Regions from separate parts of the Hordeum vulgare genome. Here all the other regions are linked to region 2. The links are chromatin contacts, called in public Hi-C maps. All regions are on one chromosome and are shown on one strand. Each heading gives the region's core, a stretch centred on a gene start, on an enhancer-like site or on the middle of the called end of the contact. The rest is flanking DNA. Distances are from core to core; before and after follow the strand shown.

Region 1 (4,499 bases), core at 302-2,801, 150 kb before region 2:
TTATGGAGGTGATAAAGTTGTGACGCCGAGAACATCGAGACCATTGTTAGTTGAAGCAAGGTGGAGACTGAAAGTGCGTTATATCGACTAGAGGGGGTGATTGGGCGATTTTAATAAATTCGTCATTGAATACTAAGTGAAGAAATTCACGATGATGAAATGCTACACAGTGGATAAAGTACTCAAGTGCATGCAAAACAAAATAACGGCGAAGTCATCGTGATGAAACGGGGCATACACAAGGAATGAGTAGCAAGTAATCATGATAAGGAGGGAAACAAAATGATTCAAGAATTAAGATTGATAAAATTGGAAAGTCTTCACTCAAAGTTTTCATAGATTCATGAACCAATTTCATTAACATATGAATGAGTCACCGTTGGAAACGGGCTTATAAGTGAACCCTAATTAGTGACGGACGGAGTGGGCTACACGCCACAACTATTTTAGAAAATTAGCAATAGCAATTCTCAAAAACCACTCGCCACGGCTAGAGGCTTAAGTGTGGCGGGCACAATTCGTAAAACCGCCACAGATATATTCTCTCATATGGGATTTATTTGAGTAAGCCAACAGTGACGAGCCTGACCTAGAGCCAGCCATAGGTAGATGGATGAGCAGTGGCGGGCCCTGATGGGCAACCACCACTAGTTTTCCTTCCTCGATGCTCAATTTTGGCAAAATATAGCTGCGGCGGGTTCTACTTAGCGATCGCTAGTGCTAATTTAACAGGTAGTGACGCGTTTATGTGGGTGTGTCATAGAATATTTTCGTGCGCGGATTTGTTCTCGACGACACTTAGCAGTGGTGGGCTCTATGCGGCGCCCGAGAGTAATAAGATTGCGTGTCCGGAGTTCCGGACTCCCCCCCTCTCCCCACCACACACACACGTTTGATTTCGGTTTGCGGGAGAAAACACGTATAAACTGCTCGACGTATTTATATAGTCCCACATTTAGTGACTTTTATGATTCAAATAGAACGGTCCTCACGGATGCGTGCGATTTGCGGGCCGTTATTGAAGATGCCCTAACTTCACTCTTTGTATAAATACATAAAGCATTCGTGAAAAAAATGACTTTTTAGAGCTCATGAACCGTGTCCGTGTTGTCAAGTCCATCCCACCCTTAGAACATCTCTAACAGGCGTTCAAAAACCGCTCTGCGCGTTAAAAGATTCGATTTTTGGGCACCGGACAGCTTCAACAGACGCTGCAAAATAATGTGTGTGCTAAAAATTTTTGGGCACGCGCTTAAAAACATTATCGCGCGCAGCATATTTGGTGCGTCGACTTGTACGCGCAGCAAACTCTAAGCTGATGTAGGTGGGACCGCTAGATCGAGCTGGATTGAGCGCCGCAATAGCGCGCGTCTGTTAGAGATGCTCCGATCCTCATGCTTTAAAAATGCTACAGTGATGCACTAAAAAAATTATTGAATATGAATTTTTTAAGCTGCGGTTGGAGATGCTCTTATTAGGAACATATTTGACCCTTCTCCGGTTCCGACCCTATTTAGCGTGTTCGACGACCAGTTACAAGTTTCAGTTCCAACCAATTGCCCAACTTGCATGCGCGCAAATCAGCTTCGAACCAAAAACAAACAAAGCTCTACATGTGGATGTGGTGACTATACAAAGCTGCCACGCAGCGCAGGGCGTCCGTCTTCGTGGACCGCAAACAACTTCTTCCCTTGACTGCTCTGATCCCTCTCCCAGTGCCATGGCAGGGGACGCCGACGCTCGCTTCCTCCTCGTCGTATGCTTCGTCGCCTCAATCCTCTTGCCGTCGCGGGCGCAGCCGGCCACGCCGACGGAGGTCAAGGTGGGGTTCATCATCGACGCCGGCTCGCCGGTCGGCAAGATCGCCACGACCACCATCCCCATGGCCCTCGAGGACTTCTACGCCGCCTACCCCAATTCCTCCGCTCGGGTGCGGGTCCTGCAGCACGACTCCGGCGGAGACGTCGTCGCGGCTGCGTCCGCCGGTAAGGACGACAGCGCTTCTGATGCTCTCCACGCGCGCACCGGAGCGTTCTGCACAATCGTTGTTTTGACGTCGCGTGTTCTTGCCTTGCTGCGTGCGTGCGTGCAGCGTTGCAGCTGATGACGGCCCAGGGAGCGCGCGCCATCCTCGGCCCGCAGTCGTCCGTCGAGTCGGCCTTCGTCGCCGACCTCGCCACCCAGGCGGAGCTCCCCGTCGTGTCCTTCTCCGCTACTAGCCCGTCGGTGTCGCCTGCCACGGCGAGGTTCTTCGCCCGCGCCGCGCTGAGCGACGCGTTGCAGGCCGACGCCATCGCCGCGCTCGCCACGTACTTCGGGTGGCGCCGCGTCGTGCCCATCTACCAGGACGACGACTACGGCGCCGCTTTCGTGCCCTTCCTCGTCGACGCCCTCACCGCCGAGCGCACCGAGGTTCCCTACCGATGCGCGCTCCCGGCCGCGGCGTCGAACGACGCCATCGCCGCGGCGCTGTTACGCATGGAGTCGGAGCAGACGCGCGTCTTTGTGCTGCACACGCGTCCCGGGCTCGCGAAGAACGTGTTCATCGCCGCCATGGAAGCCGGCATGATGGACGAGGGCTACGTGTGGGTCATCACCGACGGGCTCACGGGCCTCCTTGGCTCGGTCGACCCGCCGCAGGGCGTCATCGGGCTGACGCCCTACGTGCCGACCACGACGCGGCTGCGCGAGGTCAAGAAACGATGGGCGCACCGGTACATGCGCGACCACCGGCACGCCGACCCGGCGGAAGCCGTGATGGGCTGCTACGCTCTGTGGGCGTACGACGCCGCGTGGGCCATCGCGTCCGCGGCAGAGCGACTCAGCTCCAGCGACTTATTATCATCGCCACCGGGGCTGGTAGGCGGCGCCGGCGGCCCGACCGACATCGCCGGGCTGGGGAAGTCAAGATCGGGCCCCAGCTTCCTCCGAGCCATCAGCAGCACGAAGTTCGATGGCCTGGGAGGCAAGTTCGAGCTCATCAACGGCGAGCTCGCGGTGCCGGCGTTCCAGGTGGTGAACATCATGGACAACGGAAAAGAGAGGGGGATCGGGTTCTGGACGGCTCTGCACGGGCTGAGCCGGTATCTGGACCGCGGTTCGAACGAATCGAGCGGCGAGCTCCGGCCGGTGATCTGGCCGGGAGATTCGACGGTCCGGCCGAGAGGGTGGGTGCAGCCGACGAGCGCGCGGAAGCTGCGGGTGGCGGTGCCGGGGAACGTGTCGGACAGCTACAAGCTGATCCTGCGGCCGGAGGTGGATCCGGAGACGAACGAGACAACGGCCAGCGGCTTCGTCATCGAGGTGTTCGAGGCGGCGGTGCGGCTGCTGCCCTACGCTCTGCCGTTCGAGTACGTCAAGGCGGCGTCCATGCCCTACGACGAGCTTGTCAAGGCGGTTGGCAATGGGGTAAGTAGCAGTCCTTAAACCTAACCTTCTTGTTACTTATCATTGCATGCTTGTTAAGTTATTATGCAGTATGATCCCAAAGATATCACTTCAATTAACCACCATTTTTTCTACCCTGACGTGATAATATATATGCAAGTTACACGTTACGTAAAATAAATTTTGGATCAGTACTCCATTAATTCTGGACCAACCTATTAGTTGTACTACTAGTACCAAATATAAATGTATATCAAGCACACATATACTACTGCTCTACTACTAAGGGTCAATACATTAGCAACGGTCAACTTGATAATGAGGGTATTGTTTTGTGAGAGAAATATCCGTGTGTGGCCCTGCATAGACTAGACTACACACCATATACAGTACTACTACATGTGCGATTGAGACGAGAGTTTTTGGACATACCTTGTTCAAATTTCTGTGACGAATATTTTGACTTGAATAACATTCCTAGCAATTAAGCCAGTTGACCGTTTTGTTTTCGCGGAGATATGCCAGTTGACCATTGAATGCCGGTATACCATTGTTGTCAAGGTTTCTTTTCCTTTTGAAAACGACATTATTGTTATCAAGTTGTTGGTTAACATCAATTGAACCGGAGACGGGTTAATCTTTATACTCCCTCTGACTTTATTTACTTCGCATATTAAAGTTAAATGAAGTCAAACTTCATAAAGTTTAATCAAGTTTATAGAAAAAAATATATAAATATTTATCATAACAAACCTATATGATACTATGAATGTACATTCAATAATGTATCTATTGATATTGATTTGTTATTGTATATGTTAGTAACATCTTTGTTTATAAAAGATTAACTTTGATTAAAGCTAATACATGAAGTAAACAAAAACAGAGGAAGTACAAGCCAAAGAAGTACCACATCTACATCAAAATAAGTGTCATATTTTTAGTTCGAACAAGTGTTATGGTTATAATTTCTTTATGTATTTTATTACTTTCAATCTTACTAGTATTTATTGGACACCTACCTACAAAAAAGGTATTTATTAGTAATTCACAATGAACTTTTTGAAAAATAATTGCGTCAATTTGTTATATTCCCGACGATCCATATTAAC
Region 2 (4,334 bases), core at 408-2,907:
CAGCGTCTCGCTCCGTGCCCGCCCTCCCCTCCGCCGCCGCAAGTGGTCGGCGCCGGGCTAAGCCCGTGCGTGCGACGCGGTGGCAGAGGGTCTCTCCCCTCTCCCCCGGATCCATGGGTGGCGCGGACGCCCAGATCCGCGGCTGCGCGGCCCCCACTTCGGCGCCTGGCGGCGCAGCGTCCCGACGGCGACGCATGTGGTGGTGCCGGTGGGAATCGGCTGGATGCACAGGGGGCGGCGGTGGTCGGGTGGCGACCCCATGGCTGGGTGGCGGCGCGCCCATTAGTCCGACCGGTTCCATCGGATCTGGTGACTACAGCACGGCGCGGGGGGTGGCGGCGGCCCGGCGTGGCCATCGATCTGGACGCGGTGGTGCCGGTGACTCTTCGCTCGCCTGCCGGAGCTCCAGGGGTATTATCGTCTCCGACCCGATCTGCTCCGGTTGGTGCTAGATCCGGTCCAGGGAGACCCATCTCCCGGTGCTGGCTGCATGGATCTGGCAGCGGCGGCTGGATCCTTTTGGTCTAGTCTCCGATAGAGAAGGCGGCGATCCGTGCACAAAAGCTGGACGAAGGTTCTTCGACCGGATTCGGGCGAAAACCTCGTTTTCGGTTTGATGGCAAGACTGGCGATGGCGACACTCTTTTGTGTCGTTACCTTCTTGAAGGCATAGTTGTGGAGAAGCTCCAGACCTCTATCCGCTACCTCGGGGGGAAACCATAGATCAGTAGATCATATGACGGTGTCGCGTTGGCGTCGTTTCCTCCTTGGGGGTGTCATTCTTGGAGGCGTACACGGGATCGAGGGACCAGTGGGCGGCTTCTTTGGTGGAGTGGTGCTTCATCTTACCCATTGATGGCGGTGGATCTCGACGGCGTGGCGCAGTGGAGACTCAGTGCCCGATGTGCGGAGATGGACTCGCGCAGCAGGAGGTAGCTGTCTTGCGTCATGGTGACGTCGATGGTTGAGTGGCCAGACAAGGTAGTAACCTCAGTATCTGCTCTGAAGACGGACCTGTGAAAGATGGCGACGACGACACATGTGAGTGCGTCAGACCGGTTTGTGCCCCAGACCGGTATGTGGCTCGGCTGGGGCTTCCGGCTTTTGATGTTAGGCTTAGGTGAGTGGTCCGGATATTTGGCCCAGCTAGCATCCCTTTATCATATGGATAGAAGTAACGGCAGATGTTGCCAAGATGACGGATTGAGACATATTATTATAATACTTTGTAAGATCCTTAAAAATAATCAATAAAGTGGCTGCATGCATCTTCCAATGCAGAGACCGGGGTCTTCCTCCTTTTCTAAAAAAAGAAGAAGCTAGATGTGTACTTGACCCGGTCGGAAGGATATATGGCTAGTTTTTTTTCTTTTTTGTGCTTGCAAGGCAGGAGCTCTGCGATTTTATTACGAGAAGAAAAATTAACAGAGTAACCCAGTTTACTAAAAGACATAGATCAAAAATCATAATAAGACACAATTAACTAAGGAACAACCGTGTAAAAACGCAGCAACTAAAAAGAGAAAAACAACAGCAAGAACAAAAAGCCAGCCGTGCCGACACTGGTCAACTCAAAGCTCCACGGCTAATATGACCACAAGCTGAAGATGAATGGGAAAGCTTTTCGGACACGCCTTCGAGAAGAAAAACTATGCCCATAACTAATACCACAAGTATATCGGAAAATTCCATGACCAGTTAATACACGATCAAGATAAGCTGAGTGTGAGCTTCGAGAGAGAGCTGTCAGTCAAAGGAATTGGCTGGCGTTGTGCATGTAAGGGCAGCCACAATCACAAACCCATCGCTCCCTTCATCAAAAGTAAGAGGGCCATGACGCTTCTTCGGCTCGCCATGGCGGTCCTCGGCCGCCACGCCCTTCTCCTCGCTCTAGTGCTTCTGTTCGGCGCTTCCAGTGTCGCGGCGCGGCGGGGTGGTGTGGCTCCTCCTCGGCGGCGGCAGCAGGCGGTGGACGTGGGCGTGATCTTGGACAGGTCGACATGGGTGGGGAACACCAGCTGGACGTGCATCGAGCTGGCTCTCGAGGACTTCTACGCCGACGCTAGCCACGCCGGCTACCGCACCAGGCTGAAGCTCCACCTCCGAGACACCGGCCCCGGCGCCGTCGAGGCCGCGTCCGCAGGTACGTAACGTAACAGCCTCCTCGTTCAAACTGAGCAGGCAGCACTCTTTTTTTTCTTTTGAGGGGTAGCAGACAGTACTCGCTAGGAAGACGGGCGCATGGGCCAAATGATCTTCTAAATATACATGGGTCTAATATTTTGGGTGGGCAAGTCATGGGCCTTGAGCAGCTTAAGATCAAACCTAGTTTGCCCCCCGGCCCATCAGTTTGACGCGGCGAGTCCATGGCGTCCGGCGGGGCTGGCGCGGTTGCCCTTTTCTATTATTTTTTCCCCTTCCCATGTCGCCGGCGGCCGGCGCTGCGCTCCTAGGCGCGCCCTCGGCTCCTTGCTTGCTTGTTTCGACACCGTCGCGCCGCCCTCCGAGGTATATAGATAGAAGGTATCCCCTCCTTCTCCGTCCCCCAGCTCGTCGAGCCAAGTAATTTCGAAAGTCTCCGCGTCCACCCATGGCAGGGGAGACATTAGATTTGGAACTGAAGTACATGCGTTGAAAAGCTAGAGCTACTCTGGAAAGTTGTTATTTATATCTGTTTATTATTAAAGGGGGAATATTGTTCTCAGTTGTGGTTTTTGTTATGGTAAAAGTAAAACCGACCTCGTCTGTCCCAGACCTTTTGTACTGCAGGCATTATGCCAATTTAATCATATGCTAGTGAACAGAGCCACCAAAAAGCTCTGGTACTGGTATCTACTGTACCTATGCATGTTTTGCTTGCATTTGTTTGATAGTGGCCCTTAATTTGCTGTAAAATGTGTTTTAAAGTAGTATCATTGCAGGTATTGATCTACTGAAAAATGTCCGCGTGCAAGCGATCGTTGGGCCGCAGTCGTCAACTCAGGCTAAATTTCTTGCGGAGCTTGGGAACAAATCATCGGTCCCAATCATTTCATTTTCTGCAAATAGCCCGTCGCGATCTGGACAAACTCCATACTTCATCCGGACAGCATGGAACGACTCCTCTCAAGCAGAAGCTATTGCCGCACTTGTTCAGAAACACAGTTGGAGGGAAGTCATCCCAGTCTTCGAGGATGACAATTCCAATACCAGGTTCATTCCTGATCTTGTTGACGCCCTTAGACAAGTCGACACCCATGTTTCGTACAGGTGCAAGATCCATCCTTCAGCTACAGAGGATGATATAAAGAGTGCCATCTCCACCTTAAAACACAACTGGACAAGTGTATTTGTTGTGCGTATGTCTCATACTTTAGCCCGTAAATTTTTCAAGCTTGCTAAATATGAAGGGATGATGGGCCGGGGCTTTGTCTGGATTATCGCATATGGCTTGACAGATATCTTTGACGTGGCTGGTTCTCCGGCCCTTGATGTGATGCAAGGAGTTCTTGGGGTGAAACCTCATGTTGAACATACTATGGAACTTCAAAACCTTAGTCAGAGATGGCGCAAGAAGTACCAATTGGAGAATCCTGGAATTGCAGTAAGTATGCCTGCAGTGTATGGTCTCTATGCTTATGATACCATATGGGCATTAGCATTAGCAGCAGAGAAGGCTGGATATGTGAATTCAGACTTTGGGGTATCTGTAACAAACAATGGGTCCACTGACTTTGACAGAATAGATACTTCAAAGGCTGCTGAAAAATTGCGAGGCTCGCTCTTGGGCATCAAGTTCATGGGTATGAGCGGCAACTTCTGTATTGCAGACATGCAGTTAGTATCGGTCAATTACAAGATAATTAACATTATTGGTCGGGAGAGAAGAGTAGTCGGTTTTTGGACTCCAGGATCTGGCATCTCTGGCAGTCTAAATGTGAAGGCTGATCTTGGCACCATCGTATGGCCAGGGTATAATGAAACTGTACCAGGATATACTGAAACTGTACCTAGAGGCTGGCTATTGCCAATGAATAAAATTCTTGAAATAGGTGTACCTGTGAAACCTGGGTTTGATGAATTTGTAAAATTTGAAAATGGTAAACCCAAGGGGTTCTGCATAGATGTGTTTGAGGCAGTAGTTAATACATTATCCTACAATGTACCCTGCCACTATAAGCCGTTTGCAGACGAGAAAGGAAATAGTAAAGGAACTTATGACGATCTTGTCTACAGTGTCTATCGTAAGGTATGCATGAACTTCTTTTTGTTCCACTTTTCTCCTTTTTACGATCTCTCCTACCCCAGAGGCGATATATTTGGAGCTAAAACTGGCAAAAATGAAATAAATTCGT
Region 3 (4,561 bases), core at 962-3,461, 220 kb after region 2:
CATGTTCAAGTAGGGGATTACAGCAGGGTGCGGGAGAGTGGACCACTAAAAGTACATGAGGAAGGCGATGAAGACGGTGATGTTGATGAAGACGATCACCACGACGATGGTTCCCCCAATGGCACTCTGGCGCCATCAGAAGAGAGGGGGAGAGAGTCTCCCCCTTTAGGCCTCCTCCATGGCCTCTCCCAAGATGGGGAGAGGTTCTCTCCTCTGGTCCTTGGCCTCCATGGATCCCGGAGGGGCTATCGCCCCTCCGGGATTGGATCCCTCTCTCTGTTTCTCTCCTGTTTTCACTATTGTTTTCTCTCCAAATTGGTTTTTTTGTCGATACAAAGAGTTGCGGCGGAGGAACTTCTGAGGGTAATTTCTAGAGGTTTCTATATTTATAGGATTTTTAGGCGTTGGAATCATGCTAAGATAGGCCATGAGGTGCCCACTAGACATCAACCCACCAGAGGGGGGCTCGCGCGACCTTGTGTCTAGTGGGTACCAGGGGGAGACGACCGCCAGGGGAGAGAGGGGGTGTGGGGGTGGGGGCGACGGACGTTAGGGCGCCATCCTCTTTGCCTTCTGCCCCCATCGGCAAAGAGGTACAAGGCAGACGACAAGAGATGGTGGAGGTGGTATGTGCCATCACGCGCTCTTTGCCATCTGCCTGCTGCCTCTTTACCGTCAGCTGGCAGACGACAAATTTTTGGCTGATGGCAAATAATATCTTTGCCATCAGTCTGCTCTTTGCTGTCTGGTCTGTGGCAACGGACGACAAAGGGGGCCGCCCTCTGGTGGTTCTTTGCTCCAGCACTTCTCTTTTCCTCCAAAAAAATCGTCAAAAAGTTTCGTCCAATTTCGAGAACTTTTATTTCTGCACAAAAACAAGACCACGTTAGTTTTGCTGAAAATAGCGCCAATCCGGGTTAGTTCTAAATAAATTATATAAAATGCAGAAAAATCATATAAAAGTATTGTAAACATAAGCAAACATGGCATGAATACTTCATAAATTATCGATACGTTGGAGACGTATCAATCATGCATATAAATGATAAACCTAAACTCTAAATCCATGAAAAAAAACTATGAGGAGGCACACATACTCTATAACTCTAAGCTCCCTAGTTTTAAAGAGCTTGTATTCAACTAAGGACTTCAATTAGAATTGGGTCATCCGATTTTGACCGGGTCAACAAAAACTCAAAGCTCTCTTGTTTAATTCTTTTATATTATACAATATGCTTACTAATTTTGAAGGACTCACAATTAATTGAGGTATTTAATTTAGAATTGGCTCATCCAATTTTGACCGGGCCAACAATTTATCAAGCTCTCCTATTTAATTCTTTTAATTCATTATGTTCCCCAATTTTGAAGCTCTTTCATTCAATGTCGGTTTTGAATTGCAATATTACACGGGCCAATAAATTTCAAATCAATCAACAGCAAACACCTATGAAAATATATCAATTCCGCACACCCTCCCACCGCCTAGGAAATAGAAGCGTCACCATGTGACACTGTAGCATCAATATAGTACATGCAACCACAGACACATAAATCTCTCCACATAAATATAGGTTGGTTAGAGGATAACACACAATCACACCACAAAGGGTCCATCAATCACCGCATATAAATAAAAATAAAACACAGTCTATCATCTCCCACATCCGTCAAACTAAAATATTCCATCAGTTCCAAAATATAAGGGGTGTTAGTTTTTTTAGAAAGTCAAATTTCTTTAACATTGACCAAGTTTAGAGCAAAAATATCGAGATCCATAATATTGAACAAAAAAAGTATGGAAACTCATTTCATGATGAATCTAAAAGTACTGATTTGATATTATGGATTCGTATATGTTTCTCTATAGATTTGATCGAACTTAAAAGGTTTGAATTTTCAAAAAAGTACTATAAGAGTACCTTATATTTTAAATTAGAGTGATTATTTTTTTTAAGAAACCCAACAACACCATCGACGCATCAAAGCGCGCCCAACGCTTCTAGTATGCACTAAATGTAGCCCTAAACTCTAATTACAAAAGATGCACTAACCCTAATAATTCCTACCATGTCACAAGCATAACCCTAAATCCTAAGATTCGTTTGAACCCACTTACTCTAGGAGGCATATACCTAAAAAGCACTCGGAGAGGGAGGTAGAGGAGGAAGAACACTTACTACACGATGCCCGAACACTAAAGCCCATTGATGGCTGCCCCCATGCCAGAAGCCCATATGTTGCATGCCATGGTCGTCGCCACCCGCAGCCCAATATCCCACTACGGCTACGAATGGGTGAAGGGGAACGCTTCAGTGAAGGGCTCGCTGTGTCGGCAAACTATGACTACTGATCCAACTGTCCACCTCCGAGAATCCATCATCCTCGCCTCTCGTCCCTGTGCCAAGCCAGTTGTCCACCTTTGAGAATCCATCACCCTCACCTCCCACCCCTTCGCCGCCACCTGACTCATCGCCGTCGCCGCTAGGTTTAGCAACCACCGCCATCGCTCGATAGAGAGAGAACGAAAGGGGAAAGAGGAAAGGGACAAGCAGAAAGGTGGGAGGACGGTCTGACCTAGCACAAGGCCTTACGATCGTCAACCCCGTGTCCATCTCGCTTGTCTGACGTGGCAAAAGACTCGCGGGACAACCGTGTGAGAAATCGTGTTAAGTGCCTCAAAACGATCATTTGTTTTTATTAAGAAATTTACAATTAGGGCACCCTAGATTTGTGATAGTAATTTCGTGTCAAACATCGAATCCGATGGGTTTTTTTGCAGTTCACTCGCCATAAGAGGGAGAGAAAAAACTCCTTGCTACCATGCTAACCGTCGGCGTCCCCGATTGGCATCCTATCTATTAGTATACCTGGGCATACTTCAGACCGAGCCGGGCTTCGGGTCGGACCAAAAAAGCCCGATGCTGAAAACTCAGGTTCGAATCGGGCCTGACCAGATTATTAGGCCTAAATATTGGGCCCAAGCCCAACCTGAACCGAAAAAAGCCTGACCCGGCTCGACCAGCCCTGTCCGACCGTGACTTCAAATCAGTATTCTTTAAGCCCGAACCAGGTCCAATCTAACCGTCGGGTTCAAATTTCAGACCCGAGCCCAGCCTAAAGGCAAATTTAGGCCCGGCCCGGCCCGGGATTTGTGGGCCGTCCGGGCCGGGCTGCGCGTGGCCAGGTAGAGCAAAGATGCTTTCTGCCATGTGAAGTGCATGCCCATACTTCGATGGCAAACTGGCGACATCATCGCGCGCACCCAAAAGCAGGGGACAAAACTCTGATTTCTCAAGCAAACCCAACAGCTTTCCCCACTCCCCGCTCCCCACTCCTCACTCCACCCAGCAATGACAGACGATCCCGCCGCCGCGGGTCCCGGCCGAGAAGCGCCGCCGCCGCCGGCCCGGCCGCCGAGGCCGCTCTCCGTCGTCTCCGCCCTCCCCTTCTGGTTCTACCTCACCGCCGCGGTCTCCCTCCTCGCGCTCCTCCTCCCCCACCTCCTCTCTCCCCACGCCCCCCCTCCCCTCCCTCCTCTCCTCCGCCGCCACCTCTCCGACGGCCGCCTCCTCAAGCTCCACCCAGGCCCCGACCTCTTCGCTGTCACCTCCCGCCCCGCCGCCCACTCCGCCGCGCACCACCACCCCGTGCTCGTCCTCCCGGGCCTCGCCGCCGGATCCTTCTCCTTTCGCCGCCTCCTCTCCTCCCTCTCGTCCCGGGGCCTCGTCGCCGCGTCCGTCGACCTCCCTGGCCAGGGCCTCTCGCCGCCCCCGGCCGCCCCTCCTCCCCGGACGAACCCGCTCCGGGAGATCATGGACCGCGGCATCTTCCACGCCTTCGAGCACCTCGTCGAGACCGGCGAGGTCCCGTTCCAGGAAGCGGCCCCCGAGCCGTCCCACTCCTTTTACGCGGCCAGCGAGGCGGCCGCGGCCGTGGCCCGTGCCGTGGACGCGCTCGGCCTCGCGCCTGTCCACCTCGTGCTCCACGACTCCGCCCTCGCCGCCGGCGCCGCCTTCGTGTCCGCCAACCCGACGGCCGTGCAGAGTGTCACCCTGATCGACGCCACTGCCACTTTGCCGGCTTTCCCGGCGGCGGTTCTCGGCGTGCCGGTGCTGGGGAGGCTGGTGCTGCGGGTGCCGGCATTGTTCAAGGGGCTGATGCGTCTGTCCTGCGCCCGGGGGATGGATGCAGAAGAGGCTGACGCGCACAGGGCGGCGATGCGTGGGCAGGGGAAGAGCGATGCAGTGTTTGAGGCCTGGAAGGCCATGAATCAGAGCTTTGATCTGGCAGAGTGGAGGAGTTCTTCAGAGGAGGTGAAGAGGCTGCCGATGATGGTTCTGTGGTCGGGTTCTTGGTCGGATCAGTGGATCGATGAGGGGAAGAAGGTGACCAAGGCGTTGCCGGACGCCAAATTCATCTACCATTATGGCGGTCGATGGCCTCAGGTTAGTCTGTTTGTCTACACATGTTTATCAATTTCATTTTTGGGGAGTATGCCTAGTAGTCATGGATGGACTGGTTTCTTTTGTGTTAGCTTAGTTGATGTAGAGATACATAC

What was found. Hi-C and Micro-C count contacts between places; a contact is called where the count stands out from the background.
Region 1: a contact with region 2 is called in a Hi-C map of leaf, with 4 times the contacts expected there. The contact joins the promoter of LOC123399343 here to the promoter of LOC123399047 in region 2. A contact is called at or near these places in 2 of 6 Hi-C or Micro-C datasets (leaf and seedling).
Region 3: a contact with region 2 is called in a Hi-C map of seedling, with 4 times the contacts expected there. The contact joins the promoter of LOC123396838 here to the promoter of LOC123399047 in region 2. A contact is called at or near these places in 3 of 6 Hi-C or Micro-C datasets (leaf and seedling) and 1 of 1 datasets of contacts at active chromatin or transcription factors (embryo).

Annotation. Positions count from the first base shown.
Region 1 is chr5H:439,032,467-439,036,965 of MorexV3_pseudomolecules_assembly, reverse strand. It overlaps LOC123399343 (glutamate receptor 2.7-like), which reads left to right and starts at 1,551. Exons shown (of 3, transcript XM_045093763.1): 1 at 1,551-1,985; 2 at 2,093-3,408. The coding sequence starts at 1,721.
Region 2 is chr5H:438,880,741-438,885,074 of MorexV3_pseudomolecules_assembly, reverse strand. LOC123399047 (glutamate receptor 2.9-like) reads left to right here and starts at 1,657. Exons shown (of 4, transcript XM_045093475.1): 1 at 1,657-2,143; 2 at 2,922-4,228. The coding sequence starts at 1,834.
Region 3 is chr5H:438,665,666-438,670,226 of MorexV3_pseudomolecules_assembly, reverse strand. It overlaps LOC123396838 (protein AUXIN RESPONSE 4), which reads left to right and starts at 2,211. Exons shown (of 3, transcript XM_045091639.1): 1 at 2,211-2,411; 2 at 3,300-4,448. The coding sequence starts at 2,211.